2 separate regions of the Mus musculus genome follow, and region 1 is linked to region 2. The links are chromatin contacts, called in public Micro-C maps. All regions are on one chromosome and are shown on one strand. The core of a region is the stretch at or near the end of the contact, and the rest is flanking DNA. Distances in the headings are between cores, read along the strand shown. Region 1 holds the start of Jag2 (jagged 2). Region 2 holds the start of Ppp1r13b (protein phosphatase 1, regulatory subunit 13B).

Region 1 (2,700 bases), core at 84-2,583, 1.0 Mb before region 2:
CTTCTCCCTCTCTGCGGAAATCCTGGCTGGCAGTGACTTGGACTAGAAAGGGAGACTAGAGTGAGGAGCCTTCGGGAGACTTTTGTAAGGGCAGAGTAGCACATCACCAATCATGGAGGCTAACCACTGGAATTGCAAAGGGCCCTGCTGAGTGGGAGAGAGGCAGCTTGTAGACAAAGAACCCTTGGTGTTGACGTGTGGAAGAGGAAATGATCACCTAGGAACAGGGTCAAGAAATGGTAATGGAGGGTTGGGACACCCAGGCTCTGTGACTTAATACTCCCAGACTGTTGGAAAGTCCTCTTCCGGTAGCTCTCTTGACATGGTCCACTATCCTTTATGCCCGTTTCTTTTCCCCTAAATTTGAACCTCAGGCCGGCACGTTCCTTGAAGATAAGAGAATGTAGCGATGGCCACCACCTCAGTTTGGAATTGGGAACAGCCTGCAGGAAGGAGCATTTGTTGACTGGCTACTCAACCTGTGCGCTTGGAGGAAGGGAGGGCTGAGCGCCGGAGGGGAGTAGCGCCCCCTGTAGCCGGCGTGAAAGTAACAGGAGGCTGCGGAGTTGGGGGGAAATTCCTGGGGGAAGGGGGCGCACCAGGAGTTGGGCTCACTCAAGTCTCAGTGCCCCACCCGCTCTGCGTGGGGGCAAAATCCTGATGTGTGCAGCAGGCAGTATCTCCCTTGGGACCAAGAGCAGCGCGAGAGTGGCTGCGCTCTGATGGGAGGGGACCAAGGCAGTGACCTCAGGGGGCGCCCCACTCACTCCCAGGCTGTTAACCCGGGCGAGAATTCTGGAGCAGAAAAGGCCCCACCTCAGTGAGCCTGGGCGCAGGAGAAGCCACAGCTCGGTGGCCCCGCGCCCCGCCGCCCCGCGCATAGACCGCACCCTCGCCTCCTTTAAAGCTCGGGGTGCCCCCAACACCCCCCACGGCCCCACCCCACCGCGAGGCCCCGCCCCCTCATGCATATGCAGGTGCGCGGGTGACGAATGGGCGAGCGAGCTGTCAGTCTCGTCCCGAACTTGTTGGCTGCGGTGCCGGGAGCGCGGGCGCGCAGAGCCGAGGCCAGGACCCGCCGCCGCCGTCGCCGCCGCCGCCGGGTGGGAGCCGGGCCGGCCGCCGGAGAGCGGCTGCAGTAAGCCGGAGCCGCCGCCTCCCCTGCACGCCCGCCGCGCAGCCCGCGCGCACTGCTCGACCCCGCCCGCGCCGCCTGTGCGGCCGCCGCCGCCTGTGCGCCGCCGGGCTCGGAGGGCGGGCGGGCGTTGGAGGCCGGCGCGGCGGCTATAGCGGGCGCGGGCGGCGGCGGCGGCGGCGGGGCCGCGGGCGGGGTCGAGGCGGCGATGCGGGCACGCGGCTGGGGACGCCTGCCTCGGCGGCTGCTGCTGCTACTGGTTCTGTGCGTGCAGGTGAGCGGGGCGCGCGGTGGCGACGGGCGCGGACGGGGCGCACCGGGCCGGGCCGCTCCTCCGGGCCAGGCGGCGCACAAACGGCCGCGGTCCGGAGCCCTAGGAACGGCGCAAGGGTGGGGGCGGGGCGGAGGCTCGGCGACCCCGGCCCGCGCCTCCCTGCACTCTGCGCTGCCTTATTTTTAGGCGACGCGGCCCATGGGCTATTTCGAGCTGCAGCTGAGCGCGCTGCGGAACGTGAACGGGGAGCTGCTGAGCGGCGCCTGCTGTGACGGCGACGGCCGGACGACGCGCGCGGGGGGCTGCGGCCGCGACGAGTGCGACACGTACGTGCGCGTGTGCCTTAAGGAGTACCAGGCCAAGGTGACGCCCACGGGGCCCTGCAGCTACGGCTACGGCGCCACGCCCGTGCTGGGTGGCAACTCCTTCTACCTGCCGCCGGCGGGCGCTGCGGGGGACCGAGCGCGCGCGCGGTCTCGGACCGGCGGCCACCAGGACCCGGGCCTCGTCGTCATTCCCTTTCAGTTCGCCTGGCCGGTACGTGCGCCCCTCCCCCGCACTCTGCTTCCCTGCGCGCTCGGCGCCCGCCGCGGTCCCTTCAGCACCTGCGGCCGCGCGGGTGCGGGCCGCGCGCGCCCAGACGGGGCGGGGCCGGCAGGGGGCGCCGCGCCGCGGGCGGGCCTGGGGCGCGTGCTCTTGCGGCCAGGTTCGCGCCTGGCCACGTGGGCGCGCGGGGTTCCCAAGGGCCGACAGGCTTGGGGTCGCGGCGGGGCTGGGAGGCCAAGGTCCGCGTGCACGGCGGCCCTCGGAGTGTGCCTACGTCGCCCTGCGCGTGTCAGTGCGTGGGGAGGTGCGAGGCGCCTGCGGCCCGGTAGGCTGTGCAGGCATGTGCGCTGCGCGTGCTGGGGCTGGTCCGGGGCAGGCCCTGGCGGAGCCGTCCGGGCCCGCGGCCAGCCTGCTCCTGCCCTGCAGTTTCCTGGATGCCCGGGGGCACGGACAGGCGCCTGGGACCTGCGCGGGGATGGCCTGATTGTGTGTGTTGGCAGAAGCTGCTAGAGATGGGAAGACCCCTCCTCCGAAAGGGAAGAGACACTAACAAGGCTCCAAGTTGTAACCCTCTGTGGCACTGCTGTTTGCGGATGTTTTATTGTGCTTCTTAGTTTCTGGAATTGGGAAGCACCCTGTCTGCTTAGGGGTGGTCAGGTCAGGCAAGAACCCGAGTCTGGGCATGCTGGGAAGAAGGGTCATGGGGATCCAGCTTTGGGGGAGACAGGTAGCATGCCTGTGGTAT
Region 2 (2,700 bases), core at 79-2,578:
GATATGAGCTCGCTGAAGATCACACAGCGAGGGTGTGTCAGCAGTGGTGTGGAACCAAGTCTGTTCAACTGGAAAGTCCACGCTCTCAATCACTAACCCCCATGGCCTCTTAAGCTCAGGTGTGGCTGCCCATAAGGGGGCTGGTGTAACTCTGGCCTCCTCCCTCTCTCTGCCCCGACTTAGCAGCAGCCTCCCGCCACTCAGAGAACCAGACAGGCTATAAACTGCCCCTGATCAACATCTGCTGCCCTCTCCAGGGGTTGGGTACTTCCCAAGGTGATCTACCCTTTCTGTGTTTGGGGTCATCCAGCTGTCTTCATGTTTCTGGAATCTCATGGAAGTTTAAGCCCGGTGCAGCTCATCAGCCGTTGTGTCTCATCTGTCAGAGTTCAGGCAAATGGCACAATGTGGAGTACTCAGAAAGGGTGCCTGCCCACCCGGCAGCCTCTGCTGAGGGTCTGCTCTGGGGCCTGCTCTACCCTCTGTCACTCAGGCTCCCTAGTTGGAGGGAAAAATGACACAGGAGACAGCATTCTAAGGACAGACCTGGACCCTGAAGGTACAGATTGGACTCTGCCCTGGGACGTTCCAGCTGGATCTCCAAGGATACTGACACAGGTGGGGATGGGTCCTTCGGTCTTGGGATGGATCGTGTGAAGGGCTGAGGCTGAGAGCCTGTATGTCCTGTCCAGGAAGGCTTCAATGGCTCAGCCCGCGGTGGAAGCGGGGGCAGAGTCCCAGGTCTCTGGGGCCCGGGACACTGAGCGGTATGCAATCGGCTGATGCAGACACATCGGGGACACCCTGTGCCCGCCTGATAGGATCCGGCCTGTAGCCTCGCATAGCGCTGGACACCTAGGGTATATGTTACGGTCAGAGTTGGTCTGTGGCCAGCTCGCCACTGGCCTCTCGGACCTGAGAGGTTCGAGTCTCCACCGGTCGCGACTGTGGGCCGGACCCAGCCGCCCTTTCCTCTCTGTCCTTTGCTTCCTATTCGTCCGAGGTGACCCTGAGCCGAAGTCTCGCAGACACAAGGTTCGGAGGTCCCTGGGCGCCCCAACGCCCCCTTTGCTGGTATGCAGGAGGAGGGGCGGGGTCGGCGTCCGCAGCGCGCCCCTCCCCCGCCGCCGAGAGCGCAGACGCGCACGAGCGCGCTCTCACCTGGCCGCGGCGGAGAAGCCCCGCCCTCTTATCCCGCCTACCCCCACCGGACCAATCATAGGTGGCGTAGGCGGGTGGGGGAGCGACGCGTGGGGCGGGGCCTCCGCAGCCTGCGGGGTGAGCCGAGTGGGTGGCGGAAGGCGGCCGGCTTCGGCAGAGGCGGTGGCGGCGGCTGAGGGACGGCGACGCGGCACGCGGGGCGGCGCGACAGGACGAGCGAGGGCTGCGCGGCTCTCCGCAGCTGCCGCCTCGCCGCAGCCGGGCCGCAGGGCGCCGCAGCGGGTGCGAGGCCTGTGAGGCGGCCGGAGCGGCGTCCTGTCAGGCGGCGCGGGCGCGGCGGACGGCGCCGCGATGATGCCGGTGGGTGCGGGCGGCGGCGCCTCGTTCCCCGGCCCCCGCGCGAGGCGGGCCCGGCAGGGAGGAAGCGGCGGGCGGGCGTGCAGGGCGAGCGAGCGCAGGGGCAGGTGGGGGCGGCGGCTGTCAGCGGGCGGGCGAGAGAGCGAGCGTGGGCGGGGTCGCCGACAGGGCGAGCGGCCTCCGCAGGGCTGCGGGCTGCGCGGGGCTGCGGCGTGTACGGCCCCTCCCGGCCAGCGACCGGTGCCTCGATTTCCTCGGCGAGGGCACCCGGGTGCGGTGTTCGCACGCTCGGAATATGTGTTTCCCCTGCACTGGGAGGAACGCATGCCGTGCGTGGATTCAGAGAGCCATCTTAGGAATCCCCTTGCCGAGGCTTCTCCGTGGGTACATTTGCTCCACCTGGCGTGATGTCCCTATGTCCTTAAGGTTGAGCCGGTTGTGTGTCACTCGAGCCTTTGTCCTGCTCTTAAGGATGCTTTTGGCCAGGAAGACCTTCGTTTTGGGGGTTGCCACCTTCTTTGCCTTTTCCTTTACCTGCGTGCGGTACAAGCAGCAGTGGATGCTGAATTCTCTCCTTTTTTAAATAGGCTTTTTGTGAAGTGTATACGTCGTAATTAATGGGAAAAAACGTGACATAGATTGTACCCAGTTGGGCGTGTTGTTTTTAGAGTGTCTATTGAGTAAAAAAATCTCAGACTAATAAAATAACACACAATCTATTTTTTTTTTTTTGTTCGCTTGTTTTAGAAGTGCTGGGGGTCAAACCTGGGCTTTGCAGGACTAGGCCAGTGTTTCTATCACTGAGTTTATATATCCCAGATCCACAGAAAAAAAAAATTGAAGCCTACGTGGAAAGATCACGTTTCAGAGGGGAAATATGTCTCTGCATTTTTACTTGAATACTGTCGTTCTGCTATGCTGCACCCAAGCTCATTAGTTTACAAACCACCACCCCTTCAAATAATTTCCTGTTTCTTGATAATCTCTTCTCCCTCCTTTTGAACTGATTCCAACCCCTGGTGTTGGTGGAGTTTTAAGATTTAACCTACTTGATCCTTAAATCCTTTGGTGTTAGGCTTGTTGAATGCTAAGCATGTTTTTAAACGATTGCCTTGTAATGGAAAGAGCACTAAGTGGGCGTCAGAAGAGCTGGGGTCAAATAATTGTTCTGGTACCTCTTCA

The links. Hi-C and Micro-C count contacts between places; a contact is called where the count stands out from the background.
Region 1: a contact with region 2 is called in a Micro-C map of embryonic stem cells, with 8 times the contacts expected there. The contact joins the promoter of Jag2 here to the promoter of Ppp1r13b in region 2. A contact is called at or near these places in 2 of 39 promoter capture datasets (liver and pre-B cells), 1 of 484 Hi-C or Micro-C datasets (embryonic stem cells) and 2 of 9 other capture datasets (adipose tissue and pancreatic islet).

Annotation. Positions count from the first base shown.
Region 1 is chr12:112,928,128-112,930,827 of GRCm38.p6, reverse strand. Jag2 (jagged 2) reads left to right here and starts at 1,333. Exons shown (of 26, transcript NM_010588.2): 1 at 1,333-1,409; 2 at 1,596-1,946. The coding sequence starts at 1,344.
Region 2 is chr12:111,906,683-111,909,382 of GRCm38.p6, reverse strand. It overlaps Ppp1r13b (protein phosphatase 1, regulatory subunit 13B), which reads left to right and starts at 1,328. Exons shown (of 17, transcript NM_011625.1): 1 at 1,328-1,521. The coding sequence starts at 1,513.